Linked DNA regions of Capra hircus: region 2 is linked to region 1. The links are chromatin contacts, called in public Hi-C maps. All regions are on one chromosome and are shown on one strand. Each heading gives the region's core, a stretch centred on a gene start, on an enhancer-like site or on the middle of the called end of the contact. The rest is flanking DNA. Distances are from core to core; before and after follow the strand shown. Region 1 holds the start of CCDC71 (coiled-coil domain-containing protein 71). Region 2 overlaps PRKAR2A (cAMP-dependent protein kinase type II-alpha regulatory subunit).

Region 1 (7,926 bases), core at 1,842-4,341:
GTTCTGAGCGGGACCCAGCCTGGGAGCACCCGCTAAGGGCCGGACCAGGAGAACCTGGGGAATTAGGGAGCGGGCGCCCGCCCACCGCTACTGCGCTCTCAAGAGCCCACGACCGGCTTTGCGGCGGCGCCCCCTTGAGGCCTCTTAGGGAAAGGCCTGGGCGTTTGGCGGGGGCAATGGCTGGGTCTCCCTTCCCCAAGCTCCGACAGGGCACAGAAGAGGTTGTGTGATGCACATCCAGGCTAGCCGTGGGTGGAGGAGCAGAAGGTGCCAGCCTCAGTACTTGACAGGCCCTTCCACAGGTCTGGGTGGGGACAGTTTGTGTGGGGGAGTGTAACTGAGCAAAGGATGGAGTCAGAGGCCACGGACCTCCCAGGCAGGTCACTCTGGGTTTATCCCGTGGGGCCTAAGGCAGTTTGTGACTGTCCATCCTCACGGTCCTGTGCCTGCCTCTAGCCAACTCGGGGGTCAGGCCAAAGCAAGTTGCTGTGACAGAGGCCGACCTACCTTAGACCCAGACCCTGGCTCATCCTATCTTCTCAGTCTTAAGAGTACTGGCTGAGTCTGTGAGCTGGAGCCCATTTGTACAGGTCAGTGGTCACCTAAGAGCAGAGGTCCTCATGGATGTTTGTGCTTGCTACCATCCTGTCCCTATTTTATAGACAGTCTGCCTCATGTTCGCCAGAAGCACACCTGGAGACTGAGACACAGGTGCAGTTAATGTGGGAAATGAGGACAAGAAGCACCAGCAGAGAAGTGGCAAGAAGACAGGGAAACCAGCCAATTAAGGGTGTGTCAAGCAAGTTCCCACTGTGGGCAGCAGGGACCAAATCCTGCTGGGGACTCTGGGAGCCAGCACAGAACATGGGCCTCACATTACTATTCCAATCAGAGCAAGGGTTGCTAAGGTACTGATTCTCACACCTCCATCAGAAATGGGCTGAGAGGAGCTCCGGGGCATGAATACCTTAGCCTGCCTTCTCCATGACCAGAGAGTCTTCAGTCCCTTTCAGGGCCTGGCAGATGGAGTTAGAGGGCCGGCAGGGAAATGGTGCCAAGCCTGGTTGCAGATCCTGGCTAGAAGGCTTCCATCCTCCCACTCCATTCTCTCAACATGCTCCTCACTCAAACCACTGGTACCTTCCTCCTTAGAGTATTCACACTGTCCTGCACACCCTCTCACATTTCTCACTATTCCCTTTCCAGGCCTCTTCCCCCTCTCCTGGCCAGCAATTAAGCACATAAAAGCATCCTACCTTTAGCTCCCTCCCAGCACCTGAAGTCCCTCCAGTGTCCCCTTCCTTACAATTAAACTCTTGAAGTCATCTTCTCTTACAGGTTCCACTGCCTTAATGCCAACCTTACATCTACTACCACTGCTCCTCAAAACTTGGTCTTGCCAAAGTCACCATGGCACACCATAAAAAATGGGGGAGGGGCACTGTGATCGTTTTCTTAACTGAAATTTTGCTGGCATCTTCAAAGCTTCACCCCTTGTGACCCTGGCTTTCTCCTGTTGCTTGTCCTGCCTCTCAGTCTTTTACAGGCCCTGCTTCCTCTCCCATCCTAGGAAGCGGCTCCTCAAGACCCAGCCTTAGCTTTCCTCCTTGGCACATAGACTCCCTCCTGGGGTGATCCCTTCAAGACCACTGGCCTCCTTCGCATCTAGATCTTCACCAGATCTCTGCTTTGGTGGATACGGGTCTAGGGTCCATCACTCAGGGCTAGAAAAGATGCCAAATGGAGGGACTTCTCTCGTGGTCCATAGGTTAAGAATCTGCCTTGCAAAGCAAGGAATACAGGTTCAGTCACTGCTCAGGGTACTAAGATCCCACATGCCTCAGAGCAACTAAGCCCATGTGCCATAACTAGAGAGTCCATGCGCCACAACAAAAGCATGACACAGCTACACAACTGAGACACAACTAAGACCTGACACAGCCAAATAAATATTTAAAAGATGCCAAGTGGAAAGCAAGGGCTGGATCCTGGGATCACCCTGAGGTCTCTTCAGCCTCATCTCATCTGATCCCAGTCAGCATCCACCAGAGTCCAGGTCAAGTCAGACTTGGTCCTGATGAATGATCCCAGAGAGTTCCATCCCAGATATATTGGGTGCCAAGAGGCAGAAGGATCAGCCTCCCCTCAGAGAACTAGATACCTCAGACCACTTTCCCTCAGCCATACCATTCCCCTAGTTCTAATGTCTGGAAGGGATACAGACTGGGGATGGACCTACCCTTTTTTGTTCTCCATTTTGCATTGACTTCTAGATTGGACATCACTAGAGATGTATCCTCTTTTCGGGACACATCTAGGCCCATGCCATCCCTGGAGGCTGGGCTCTGCTTCTTCATGGAATTGGATTCTGTTTATACAGGCTTGGCCCCACTTGCATACAGAGGGCAACACTGCTGGCTTTGGAGAAGCTGTGGAAGAGAACTTGGGCAGAAGGTGAGGCTGAATTGGTCCTAAGAATGAACAGTTAATTCTCAACCATGGATGGGGCAGAAATGGGGCTCACCCACTGCTGGGGACTGAGAGTGCTAAGGTGGGACTTCCTGATTGCACCCTCTGAGACCCTGGCCTTTGAGAGCCCACAGTTCTCTTCTCTTTACCAACACAAGGGGACCAGAAGCATTGACTAGAGGAGCAGGAGAGTTTGCATTTCCTGCTGGATATCTTGGCTATGCTTAAAGGCACAAAAGACCCCCAACCACCAGGGGTGAGGCCGTGAGGTGCTTAGGGGCACAAGGTTAGGCCTAGGGTGGAGTGTTTTTCTCTTTAGGGTTGCCCAGACCCCTCTGTATAGGCAGAGAAACGTAGAGTAGCCAGAGGATCCTGGGATTTTATGGGGAATGAGGAGGGCTATTAACCAGTGCCCAGATGAAGCATCCAGACACCCTCTGTGACTGCCCATAGGCTTCTAAAAGCACCTCTGCCCCTCACACTCCTGCACAGGCTCCCAAAGGTTTAGAGCGGTCCCTGCTGCTACCTCCTCCAGGAAGTCGTCTCTGGTTCCTACTTGTCCGGCCCCTAGACTTTGGGGGAAACGGGGTCTCGGGGGGTCAAGGGTCATTAGGGCGGGCCAGGTCCCGGAAGCGGAAGCGCTTTGACTTCCGGTGCGCAGCAGGCGGCCATGTTGGATCAACGAAGGCGGCGCAGAGGCGCGTCCTGGGTCCCCGCGGCGTCGCCGGTAGGTTGGGGCCGTGGGCCTAGCCACGCCGCGGAGGGGCCGTCCGCGAGGCGGCAGGGCGGTGGGCCGGATGGCCGGCTCTTTCGGGACCAGCGCCCTCCGCCGACCGGGATGAGACACCCCCCCCACCCCGTGCCCAGAGACCCCACCCTGGGGCTGTGAGACCCGGTCAGGCTCCCACTGCCTGCTAGTACATTTCGCTGCCTCCAAGGTCCCTCGCGCCAACTCTCGGCTTGGGCACCAGGAACGCGGACTCCCAGCCTGAGGGCCCTGATCTTCCCTACCCCGGTTCCACTTGGATAGGGCTGCTCTCGTCCCGCATTTGTCAGTTTCCTCTGCCGGTCCCAGGGATAGTTGAGAAGTCAGGGGTCGGGCTGCAGCTTCTGTTTTCCGGAGCCTTTTGGAAAGCCCAGAAGACCCCTCCCAAGGGCCCTGGCCAACCTGGGCGGAAGAGCCCCAATTTACCCCCAACATCCTTATTGTACAGTAGTTCACTGTTCTGGGAACTACAGCCCTTGGCGGGGCGGGGGTGGGATAATAAAAGAACCAAAGTCATGTGCAAGGACTGTACTTGGAGAATGGCCTCCGGAGAGGGGAAGTGCCTGAGACACCTGAGGATCCAAGAATATTTCCAAACAAAGAGCCCCAGGGCACTTCCTCCAGGGAGTTCTGAAAACTTCTGCTATCTATTAGGGAGGAGGAGGAAGCTGCACTGAGACACCTCCTGGCTCCAGGGACCTGCCTGATCCCAGCTGATCTTTTAATGCTCCTGAGCAGCTGCGGAGCTGCCTCTGGGACCCCTCAGTGCCGGATTGGGCTAGATTATTAGTCCTGATTGACGGCCTGCAGCTTCTTCAGAGAAGCCTGGGACAACTTGATTCTTGCCAGTAGCTCCAAATGGGCAGTATCGAATTTTGTATTTCTAAGCTTCAATTAGGACCACTCAGCTCTCTTGGGCCCACTAAGCATCTTACTTGGAGTCTGTGGCTCCCACTGTCAGACTTTGTGCTTTGGTCTGGCTGCCTGGCCCTAGGCTGCCTGATTGTCTAGTTGTTCAGTCAGTCAGTCAGTCGTGTCCAGCTCTTTGAGACTGCAGCACGCCAGGCTCCCCTGTTCTTCACCATCTTCAGAAGCTTGCTCAAACTCAAGTCCATTGATTGTCTAGAGATAATTTATTAGTACCTGCTACTCATCATCTTTTTCCTTTCTGTTGAAGGAGAGGCTGGCTCTTTCTCTGGGGTTGCTCTCCATGGCTCTAGTGCTAGGAATTGTACCTCTGATTGAGTTGGCTGGGAACTCAGAAAGCCAGAAATGGTCATGGATTTGGGGTATAAGTCTGGGCCCTTAGGCTGGCATTCAGGCAGCATTCAAAGCTTGTGCTGCACTGCTTTCACTGGTTTTTCCAGCTGACCCTCCCAGCCCTGACCACAGATTCCAGTCATACCAGGTTTGCCCTATTCTTTCTCACTTTGGAGCCATTGCATTGGCTGTTCCCCCTTTTGTACCATCTCCACGTGGTCCTTTCATGTTCTTCACTCACGTGCCACATGGGTATTCCTCTCGGGAATCCTCCTGTTGGCAAGCTGAGCTGTATGCCAGTGTGCATCCCAAGGACCTTAAGAGTATCTCTATCTTGTCTTCTGTACAGGGCTCCTGGCAGAGGTATTTACCTGTATTCCCAGTGTTGAGTCTAGTACTAGGATTTTGGCCAAACTCAGATCTTTCCAGGGACCCAGCAGTAGGTTGGATGGCTCTGATTATGGGCATGTATCCTGAAGAAACTGACCCATATGAGTTCACCATCTACCTCCCAGCACACACTCTACCTTGGTAGGTGGAGAAGCTTGAGGTTTTGCTCCATGGAGTGCTTGTCTCACTCTGAGCAGGCCCCTTTGTGTCCATGGTTGTTATTATGAATGCTGGCCCTGATTGACCTGTCTACTTGTCCTGGCCCCTATCGTGGTGCCCTTCTTGACTCTCTTACTCTTGTCTTGGAGGTGCCAGGTGCTGATTTGTGGATCCCCAGGCAGACCTGCAGTGCCTAATGCCATGAGCGTGGTGGTGCAGCATGTGGAGGAGAAAGCTGTGCACTCCTGGTCACGGATCTCCACGGCGGGGAAGAAGGCCCTGGAGGAAGCGCTGCTTGTCTTCAACCCCATGAGCCAGGATCTCAGTGCCACTGAGGCCCAGCTTGTGGCCTTCCTGCAGGGCCTGCGGGATGATGGCTTCCAGCCTACCATCCTGCGCAGCGGTGATGTCTATGGCTATAGTTCGTGCACAGCCAACCCCCCAAGCCAGACAAAACTTCAGGCTCGTGCCCCTACCCCAGCTGCCACATCACCTCCAGCCAGTGCTCCCCAAACTGCCATGCGGCTGCCTGCGGGCCGGGCCACGCTGCTCCCCATGCCACTGTCTGGCAGGCTGGCCAAAGCGTCCACCCCAGCCCTCGCCAAGCATGCTACCACCAACCTGCTGCTGAGCTCCCTGAAGCAATCAAGTGCCGGCCGTGCCCAGGGTGCGGCGGTGGGCTTTCCCACCCACCTCTACCCAGGTGTTTACCCTGCCATGCGACTCTCCGTTGTCCTTGAGGCCCTAGTTCCCCTCAAAACTCCTGTGGCCTGCTTGGGCGCCAAACCCAAGGCGCAATCACTGCAGCTGTCTCTTGCAGACTCCCCCCTAAAGGTGCGGAAAGGTCCAGGGAAGAGGCTGGGGAATGCCCAGCTCAAAGCTCCCAGAAAAGCCACAAGCAAGGGCCCTAAGTGTCTGGCTCGAAGAGGCCCCAGGTCTGGACCGCGACAAGGCTCTGGGCACCAGAGCAAGACCTGCAAAATCACTGGGTCTCTTGGTGGCCCACGAATGAAAGATGGCGGTGCTCTGGGCACCAAAGCAGCTCAGGCCAAAGCTGCCCGTGCCCAGGCCAAGGTGGCTCAAACACAGGCCACAGCCACCCAGGCCCGGGCCAAAGCCAAGGCTGTGCGGGCCAGGGCCAAGGCTAAGGCAGCTCGGATCAAGGCCAGAGCAGCGCGGGCCAGGGCCAAGGCCAAAGCAGTGCAGACCAGGGCCAAGGCCAAGGCCGTGCGGGCCAAGGCCATCCGAGCCAAGGCAAAGGTGGCTCGGACCCAGGCCAGGGGCAGGGGCAGGCCAAAAGGGTCTGCTCAGGGCAGGACTGCAAGGAGGAGCCGGAAAAGCTGCCCTGAGACTGTAGGGCAGAAGAGGAAAAGGGCCGAGGAAGCAAAGGACCTTCCTCCCCGGAAGAAAACACGGCTTGGGCCCCGACCCCCTAAGGTGCAGCTCAGACCTGGGACGGCAAGGCTGCTGAATTTCAGGGCCATCAAGGTGGACAGACTGGCTTCAGACGATGAGGTGCGGCAGCAGGCTCAGCGGGTCCTCCGTGTGAACCTTTCCCCCGTAATACGACTGCAGCCGTTGCCACCACACTCAGCACCCTGACTCCTTGACACAGTGACTTTTAGGGAAACCAAGCCCTGTTGTGTGTGTGGCCAGCAACACAGTGTGCAATGCACATGGATTCCACAAGCCCGAGGACTCCGGGTGCCTCTCCAGGACCCTAAGGGCCACTGACCTTGCAGAGACTGGAGGAGGTGGGGCGGACGGGCGGACGGGAGGGGTGGTCTCATGGCGCAGCGCACTGTGACTTTTTCTTCAAGTTGTATGTCTACTGTCCACCTATCACGTTTTATACCTTTCCACCTTCCAGTCTCCCTGCCTGCCCTTTGTGGTCTTTTTTTGCATATGTGACTGCTGGGAGGCCAGCTTGAGCAGATAGGAAAGGTAGCCCCAGGAACAAGGGTGCCAGAGAGGAGCCTGGTAGTCTGGGGAATGTCATGGGTGTGAGTGAAAGCGGGGCAGCCGAGCCACTCAAGTGGGACATCTCCCCTTGGGGTTGCCCTGGTGTTTTACCCAGATAGGTCCCTTGGAGGAGGACAGCAGGTGGCTCCATGGGGCAGCTTGCAGCCGCAGGTTTTTAAGCCAGCGAAGGGGCGGTGCAGACAGCTGGCCTCGTCTACTGTGGCTGAAACCTTGGGGCCTTGTCAGGGCTTGTCTGGGGCAGGGGCAAGGCCAGGCCCAAATTGGCTGAAGTACTTGTGCCTGTTCTCTGTTCTGCTCCCTCCAGGAAAGGGTCTAGCTTGAATTTCCCCAGTTGGTGGCAAGGGGCTGGGGGTTGAGTCAGAGGTCAGGGTGGCTTTGGGTTGTCGGGCCACAGAGTCTCCTCACTGACCAGGACACTCTTGGGTGGGTGGAGTGCTGCGATGCTGAGCCTGGAGAGTTTGCACACTGCCTCTGCATGCACTCTGCCTGGGTTCCACATGCTCTGTTTCCAGGTCCAGCCTCAGCACGTTTTCCAACAGGGGCTTGTGCATTTTAGACATTATCGGTTCTGTCTGCTTTGGAGAGGGGGCAGGGCCCTGGGCCCTGGACAAAACTAGCTCCCTGCCCATCTGCCAACCCTTCACTGGCTGCCCAGCCTGAAAGGCAGCGTCTGGGGCTGTTAGGGAGGGGGACACATTCCCCAGAGGCTCCTGGAGAACAGCCTTTCAGGGCTGGGGTGGAAGCTCATTTGAATGAGAATCAGGTCTTTTCTGCCCGTGCCGGTTAGTCTGAACCTCGGCCCCACTAGCGCCAGCTGCGTTGGATGCCTGAGAAGCTCTGTGTTTCTCGCCCTCCCTGCCTTCCATCTGCATCTGGTGGCCGCCATTAATATCCTGTCC
Region 2 (7,926 bases), core at 3,049-5,548, 260 kb after region 1:
TGCTTCGGATTGTTTTATCTGGCATTCCTTTGATTATTAACAAAAAATGAGTATTTCCAAATACAGGAGGTCTATTTTTATTTTTTTATATGCGACTAGTTTAATAATACATTTCCCATTTAACTGTTGTGATCTAGATCATTTAATTTTGCTCTTTTTTATTGACTTAAAAATTTGATCTGTGACTGGTACCTTGAATACTTGCTGGCACACAGCAAGTACTCAGTAAATCTGTATTGACTATATACATCTCTCTTTATTTCATGATTGTTCTTAAGCTGAGAAGGTCCCCATTTTTTCATAGAACTGATAAATATGTTTTCTGAAAGTTTTTCTTATAATTAAAATGCTAAGCTTCTGGATATATCTACTTTATTTGGTCGTACAGTTGGGATGTTAATGTGTTTCAAAATTGCTATGCAAGTTATATGTGTCCTGTCATTCTTTCATATCCCCTTGTTTGGGGAAAGTTTCTTGATTTTAAATTGTCCTGTGACCTAATATTTAGTAAGGCTCCAAATCCCTTTTCTAACAGTCCTTTTCTTTGAGAGAATCTGCTCATTTATGTTTTCAGAAAGTTTTTGCTAAGACTGTACACCAAAGTCTGTTGAAAGGAGATGGAAGAATGTGTTGTTTCCTATAAAAAGTCATTTACAGAGACAGGAATTTCCTGTGGTCCAGTGGTTAGGACTGAGCTGTCACTACAGGGGGCACTGGTTTAATCCCTGATTGGGGGTGAAAAGGGACTAAGATCCCTTATGCCTCAAGGTGCAGCTAAAAAAGAAAAAAAGAGTCATTTATGGAGAAGAAATAGAGTAGGAATTAAGGCTGGTATGAGACTTATGAGCTGCTATCTCCCATTTCTGTTCTTCCCTGCACCTCGTTTTATCCAAAGTTTCGTAATATTAGCTGTTTGCATCTGTGGGACAGGCCTGGGAAATGGAGAGTGCAGTGACACCTCCTCCAGAGGTCACAGAGGGTCACAGATGAATTGCTGCGTAGGCTCTTTGTCAGTGTGTTCAGTCCTCGAACTCTGCAGAACGCAGACAAGTGCTTGGTATTATCCCTCACCCTTAGCTCCTACAGTCTTATTGAAAAGTTAAAACTTGTTAATATCACTCAAATGTTAAATGAAAATAAAGAATTCTTAACGGAACCAAAAATGATTATGCAGCAGAGAAAATAGCTTGTTAGCAAGAGCTAATGGTTTTTTGAGTGCCGGCTGTGTACTCAGTACACATTTTTAAGGTCTTCCTAAATGCCTGCCTTGTGTTGTTGAATATAATCCTTACACTAACACTATGAGTTACATGCTCTGATTACCCCATTATTCGGGTGGGGAAACTGGGGCAAAGCAGAGGTTACACAACTTGAAGCAGTCAAGGTGATAAAATGCCCAAAGATAGCTTAATGCCTAAGTACTAACCGTCCCATCCCCAAGTACCCATTCTTGTACCCACTAGAACTCTTGCTCAGTCTTCAGCTACATCCCGTAAATTTCTTAGCCCATACTCTCAGTTCAGTCTTCATCATCATGATCTAGCTAAAGCGTGGCTTGCCCTCAAGCCTCACTTCTCTTTCCCTTTCCTTGTAACACTGATGGCAGATGTGTGGATGTCTCTGTTGATCCGCGTTGCTTCTAGACCTCTCTCTCTTCTCCCTAAACCCCTCAGCCTCAAGCCTCACATTATATTCTCCCAGCCACCCCCTCCTTGTTTTAGTCCTCTAATAACTCCAGGTTCGTTCTCATTTCTACATAAAGAATCCTCTCAGCGTCTGGTCCTTCCATTCCTTGACCTCTTCTTCTCCAGGGTTGTGGTCTTCCACCTGCTTCAGCTACTCACTGCTGTGGTTGTGCTGTGGTAGGACCAGCATCACAACTCTCCGTATTCTCAGTCAGTGCTCCAGGTCGCCCACCGCTGCCCGCTGTCTTCTGCCAGCTCCTGTGCTGTCCTCCTCCAGCTCTCACAACTCATTGATCTGTCTCCTTTTCGTTTTTTCTCAATTCCTCTTTACTAACCTTAAATTTCTTGATCAGTGATTATAACCACTTCCCTCAGTTCTCTTTTCCTTTTTTATTTGCTTGGCTAAGCCACACTCTGGTTAAACCCATTCCCCACATATTCTGTGTCTGCACCGCATCTGTACTTGGTAGAGGAAAGACACACAGCCTTGCTGACTGATCTTACCCTCAGTTCATGATCATTAACCTCTAGTACGCTCTTGGTGACCACAGTCATACTGTTTCTATACTTCTTTCACTCTCTTGTTCTCCTAGGTAAGTCTTTCATACCTTCTTTCTCCCCAAACCTATAACACCTCCTCCCGCTCCTATTCCTAGCAGATAATCTTCTCAATTTAACTAAAGAAACAGAAATAATAGAAGAGAATTTCCATAGACTCCCACGTCTGTCCTTCCCCACCTGCCTGTGAGTCCATTTGTCCACCTGTACACTAGATCTCAACCCTCATCCTTCCAGCAGTTACCTCCTCTTTATCCTGCATGATCTTCATCCTTCAGCTGGATTTTCTCAGCAGCATATCATTGGTGCTCCCTTCTTAAAATGAAACTTTTACAAATCACTCTTCCCTCTCCAGCTGCCACTCTTTCTCTCTGCCTATCTTTATAGCAAAACCTCTCCAAAGAGTGGTCCATACATGCTTCCCGTTCTCTTCTGTTCTCTCTTGAGCCCATTCTAGTCAGACTTTTGTTCCCATATCTCACCAAAGCTACCTGTGTGGACTGCTCACTCACATTCTTCAGACCCTCATGTGAAGGATACCTTCTCAGGCCTTAAGTAAGGCCTATCTGAAATCCTTGCCCCTCCCCAGCACACAAACACAGCCTATCTCCCTACTTTATTTTCTCCTTAGTGCCCTTCCTCTTTTAACTTACTTATCCCATTTACCATCTAGTTCACTATGCAAGGGTATAAATGCCAGTCAGGCAGGGGTATAAATGCCAGTCAGGCAGGGAATTTCATCTGTTTTGTTCACTGGTGTATCGTTAACATTTGCAACAGTGTTGGTAAATATGGCCGGATCAGGAAGGATCAGGAATCAGGAAGAGAAATTATTGTAGGCAGAAAAAAAATCAAGAAGCGCTTCTTGGAGGGAGGCAGAAATTGCACTGGAAGTTGAAAAACATGGTTATTCTTGGGCTAGTACCAAGAAGGATGCATTCCAGGTAGAAGAATGTCTGAAGCCTTGAAGGAGGATAAACGGGACCCAGCTGCTCTGGCCATAGGAGAGGAGATGAAATTGGAGGAGCTTCTCTGGCGGTCCAGTGGTTAAGACTCTGCTTCCACTGCAGAGAGCATGGGTTCAGTCCCTGGTCAGGGAAGATCTGCATGTGCCAATGAGGTGCAGCCAACGGAAAAAAAAAAAAAAGTTAATGAAATAAACTGGAAAGAGAGTTAGGGAATGGACTCCTGATGTGATCCAAGGATCTCAGCTAAACTATTTGTGTGAATACATGTGCTTCTGTCAGACACTGCAGAAGAGAATTCAGCTCTCAGGATGTCTGACTCAATAATAACCTGGAAGGTAAAGCAGCAGAGGAGAGCTCGCAGTTGTTGAGTGTCTCCTGTGAGCCAGGCCTTGTATTTAAATGTCTCCTCCTACTATTAACCCTTTAACATGGTTCTAGGATTGTTATACCGTCATACCGTTGAAGAGACCAAGGACTGGGGACGTAGAGAAATAGTGTGGAATAATGGATCCACCCTCAGACTGTAGTGTGAGTAGCTTCAGAGATGAGGCCTTCCCCTCTTTGATGCTGCCTCTCCCCTCCAAAGTATTGGAATTGAGAAACTGCAGCTTCCAAATCCTACGTTCTAGCAGAACAGCCCCTCTACATCAAGCAATGAATACATCAGTTGGAAGACAGTCCATAAATTCTTTAAAGGCAGATTTCTTGAATTTGTCCTAGATTAGCATTGACTGTCCTTGAGCTTGAAATATCAGTTTGATTCTGTTACTTTAAAAACTTAAAAAAGAAAAACCAAAAACCTTTCATTTTACAGACTACTGCTGTTTAAAAAGGCACCCAGTCTGTAGTGTTTTGTTATGGCAACCCTAGCTCTCTCATATACCAGGCTGTATCAACTCTTCACGGGAACCAGCAGGACAGCGCAGGGCCTGAAGCCAGTGACCAGGCCTGGTAGAAATGAAGGGGTTTTCTCTCACAAGTACATTTTAGTGATTCACATTTCTGGATGAAGAAAGCAGCCGTTAAAACCTAGAGGAGGAAGTAATGCTGGCTGATCTATTGTTCCTTTATACAGTTCCCTGTTACTAACTAGTGACATCTGCTGGACAGTGGGGGCAACATTGACTCCCTCAAGTGAGGGGCTGTGCTGTTCTTTTAGCCTTTGTCTTCAGCAGGTCTTGAGCATCTCAGGACATTCAGTGTAGTTCTTGAGGCTGCAGAGAGGATCACACTGACGCTGGGACTCCCCAGGTAACTTTTACACTGAGATAAGCTTCCTGATATTTAGAGCCATAAGGGACAGCAATCACAGAGACCTAAGAATAGATTTTTACATAGAAAATGAGAAAAGTAATTTGGGATCAGGATCAGGAAGAAGTAGAGAGGTTGAGGTAAACAGAGGAAGAAGAAAAAGGAGCTGTCTGGTGTTCAAAAAGAAAAGCGAAAACATCCAAACCAATTAAAAAAAATAAAGATACACTGTTTTTCTACTAATGTCTGTGTACTCAGTCGTATCCAACTCTTTGCGACCCCATAGACTGTAGCCCACCAATTTCTCTGTCCACGGGATTTCCCGGGCAAGAATTCTGGAGTGGGTTCCTACTTCCTTCTCCATTTTTCACAAATAGGAAACATTAATGATTTTAATGAAAATAATTGCTTTTGTTTAAATCATAGTGCTGTGTCTTAAGACTTCAGGATGTAACATTTGTTGCCTCAGTTACATTAATGTCTAAAAATACAAAAATGAGCTAAGTGCTACAGTACTTTCCTCCAAAATCAGAAGAAGAGCAAGCCTGAAAATAAGCGAGCTCAAGACTAAGTGTCATTATCAGTAAAATCCTGTCAGTCTCATCATTAAAAGACTTATTATTTTCAACTTTTTAAATGAAAAATTTCCATACATATGCAAAAGTAGAGAAAGTATAATAATCCCCATGTACCCACCTGTTTCCCAAATGAGGGTTTTTTAAATGCATTTTTCAAAGAAGACATTTTGAAATCCTGGACCAAGGAGTAACAGGGTAGATGGAATAAAGGTCAAGTATGAGAATATTTCTGAGGCAGAATTTGATGTAACAAATTTGGGTAACAGGTGGAAAGAAGGCAGTAATAGTGAGTTCCAAATTTCTAGTTTAGAAAACTGGGCTGACAATGACAGCATTAATCAAGAGCACAGAGAACCAAGAAGTTTGCAGTTTAACATAGTATCTGATGAGCTGCCTTCAAAACAGCTTCCTCAACCCCCTACCCAAATACCTATGAAAATGTGAAAAGTGACAGCAGTAACATCTAAGAACTCAGGAAGGTGTCTGCCTTAATCTTTAGGACAGACCTAAGATGAACTTGTTTCCTTGTGGAGACAAGAACGGCTTGGTGAAAGATAAGGAATCATTATATTCCATCCCTTACCTGGCTCAGCTCCAAAAGCCTGTGCTACCAGGGATTGGGCAGCGCTCTATACAGAACATTACCTGATGCTGTTTTAGGAATTAGAATGATGTCTGTTCTCTTACTCCCTTCTCCCGAGTTTTTCTCCGTCTCTTTAAGGATCCTGGTTTCCTATTAGGCAGAGAATTAATGGCAGTGCAGCACAGAAGGCATGGCCCACACCTATAGGCTGGACAAGAAAGGGCGTCCTGTCTACAGGTCATGTGGGGAGTCACCGTTTCTCAGGTATTCCATTAGTTCAGAAAATCAGTGGGAAGGAGGAAGCTGGAGGGCAGCTAGACCAGCACTGCAGGGAGTAAATGTCTCTAAGAAATCAGGGATTGAGAGTGGTATGTATCATCTCATCCCTTCATTGTAGATACATAGAGATTTTTAGCCATCATACAGAAGAATGGAGTGTAGGGTCAAGAACCAGTTATATTCCTTACCTGCTCACAAATAAGACGTAAACCCTAACAAACATTATAAGGCTTGTAAATGAACTTGGTGGATTAAGGATATAAGAAGAATGAAGATTAGAAGGGTCCACTACAGAATGCTAATTTGTTGTTCAGTTGCTCAGTCATGTCTGACTCTTTGCGACCCCATAGACTGCAGCACGACAGGCTTCCTTGTCCTTCACCATTTCCTGGAGTTTGTTCAGACTTATGTCCATTGATTTGGTGATACTATCCAACCATATCTGTCCTCTGTTGTCCCCTTCTTCTTTCAGTCTTTCCCAGCATCAGGGTCTTTTCTAGTGAGTCAGTTCTTCACATCAGGTGGCCAAAGTATTGGACCTTCAGCTTCAGCATCAGTCCTCCCAATGAGTATTCAGGGTTGATTTCCTTTAGGATTGATTTGATTTGATCTTGCAGTCTGAGGGACTCTCAAGAGTCTTCTCCAACACCACAGTTCCAAAGCATTAATTCTTCGGCACTCAGCTTTCTTTATGGTCCAACTCTTACATCCATACGTGACTACTGGAAAAACCATAGCTTTTGGAAAAACCATAGCTTTGACTAGATGGACATTTGTCAGCAAAGTAATGTCTCTGCTTTTTAATATGCTGTCTAGGTTGGTCATAACTCTTCTTCCAAGAAGCAAGCATCTTTTAATTTCATGGCTGCAGTCACCATCTGCAGTGATTTTGGAGCCCAAGAAAATAAAGTCTGTTGCTGTTTCCATGATTTATCCATCTGTTTGCCATGAAGTGATGGGTCCAGATGCCATAATCTTAGTTTTTTAATGTTGAATTTTAAGCCAGCTTTTTCACTTCTCCTCTTTCACTTTTATCAAGAGGCTCTGTAGTTCCTCTTCACTTTTTGCCATAAGGGTAGTATCATCTGTATATCTGAGGTTATTGGTATTTCTCCCAGCAATCTTGATTCTAGCTTTGCTTCATCCACCCCAGCATTTTGCATGATGTACTCTGCATATGCGTATAAGTTAAATAACCAGGGTGACAATATACAGCCTTGACATATTCCTTTCCCAATTTGGAACCAGTCTGTTGTTCCATGTCCGGTTCTAACTGTTGCTTCTTGATCTGCGTACAGATTTCTCAGGACGCAGGTTCAGGTGGTCTGGTATTCCCATTTCTTTAAGAATTTTCCACAGTTTGTTGTGATCCACTCAGTCAAAGGCTTTGGCATAGTTGCATGAGAGGGCAAGAGAAGTAAAAATTTTAAGGGCAAAATCTGTAATACAAGACAGCCTTGAAGAGAGGACAGTTGTTGAAAGAGCTCGGATAGAGAAAAGAACCAAGATAATGGCAATTAAAGTTCCAGAAAACCAGAACAAATGAAACGTGATAATAGCAGTAGTTCAACGAGTTGGCATTTACTGCCTCCTTACCGTGTGCCCCGCGCTTGTTTACTTGAAACCTTACAACAGTCTTCAGAGGGGAATTGCTACTGTTAGCTCCAGTGTGCAGAAGAGAAGGTGGAGATTTGAAGTAAACCAAGCCAGGTCACACAGTTATTGCAAATAATTGAGGATTTTTTAGAAGAAAAACTTTTCCTTAGCTGTAATGACGTATACTAAAGCTCTTGTGAGGAAGGAACAGGTTTGTAGCTTTCTGGGTAACGCCAGTGATCACATCTAGACATTCCTGACAAAATAGTTTATGAGTAAACTAACTTTTTTATTCATTACATAATTCATTGTGTCTACTATTGTCATCCCTAAGGGTAAGATTTTAAAAGCATGACTTGTATTGCATCTCCAATTCTAACTCATCTTGTGTTCTGTATTTGTATTAATATTCCCCTTTTTTCCAGTGA

What was found. A called contact is a pair of places that touch in the nucleus more often than the background predicts.
Region 2: a Hi-C map of blood shows a contact between it and region 1, with 3 times the contacts expected there. The contact joins the enhancer-like site here to the promoter of CCDC71 in region 1. A contact is called at or near these places in 2 of 5 Hi-C or Micro-C datasets (both in blood).

The regions. Positions count from the first base shown.
Region 1 is chr22:50,934,102-50,942,027 of ARS1.2, forward strand. It overlaps CCDC71 (coiled-coil domain-containing protein 71), which reads left to right and starts at 3,092. Exons shown (of 2, transcript XM_018066639.1): 1 at 3,092-3,196; 2 at 5,194-6,917. The coding sequence starts at 5,246. The coding sequence ends at 6,646. It overlaps KLHDC8B (kelch domain-containing protein 8B), which reads right to left and starts at 93. Exons shown (of 6, transcript XM_018066637.1): 1 at 1-93. It overlaps LOC102179246 (laminin subunit beta-2), which reads left to right and starts at 7,652. Exons shown (of 24, transcript XM_013973500.2): 1 at 7,652-7,926.
Region 2 is chr22:51,188,468-51,196,393 of ARS1.2, forward strand. The region is part of intron 2 of PRKAR2A (cAMP-dependent protein kinase type II-alpha regulatory subunit); the gene reads left to right. Among named protein-coding and RNA genes, the nearest start is that of PRKAR2A, 29 kb to the left of the region's middle. Within about 2 kb of position 4,299, at least 3 of the 5 cell types and tissues checked have an H3K27ac peak or open chromatin away from gene starts, as enhancers often do.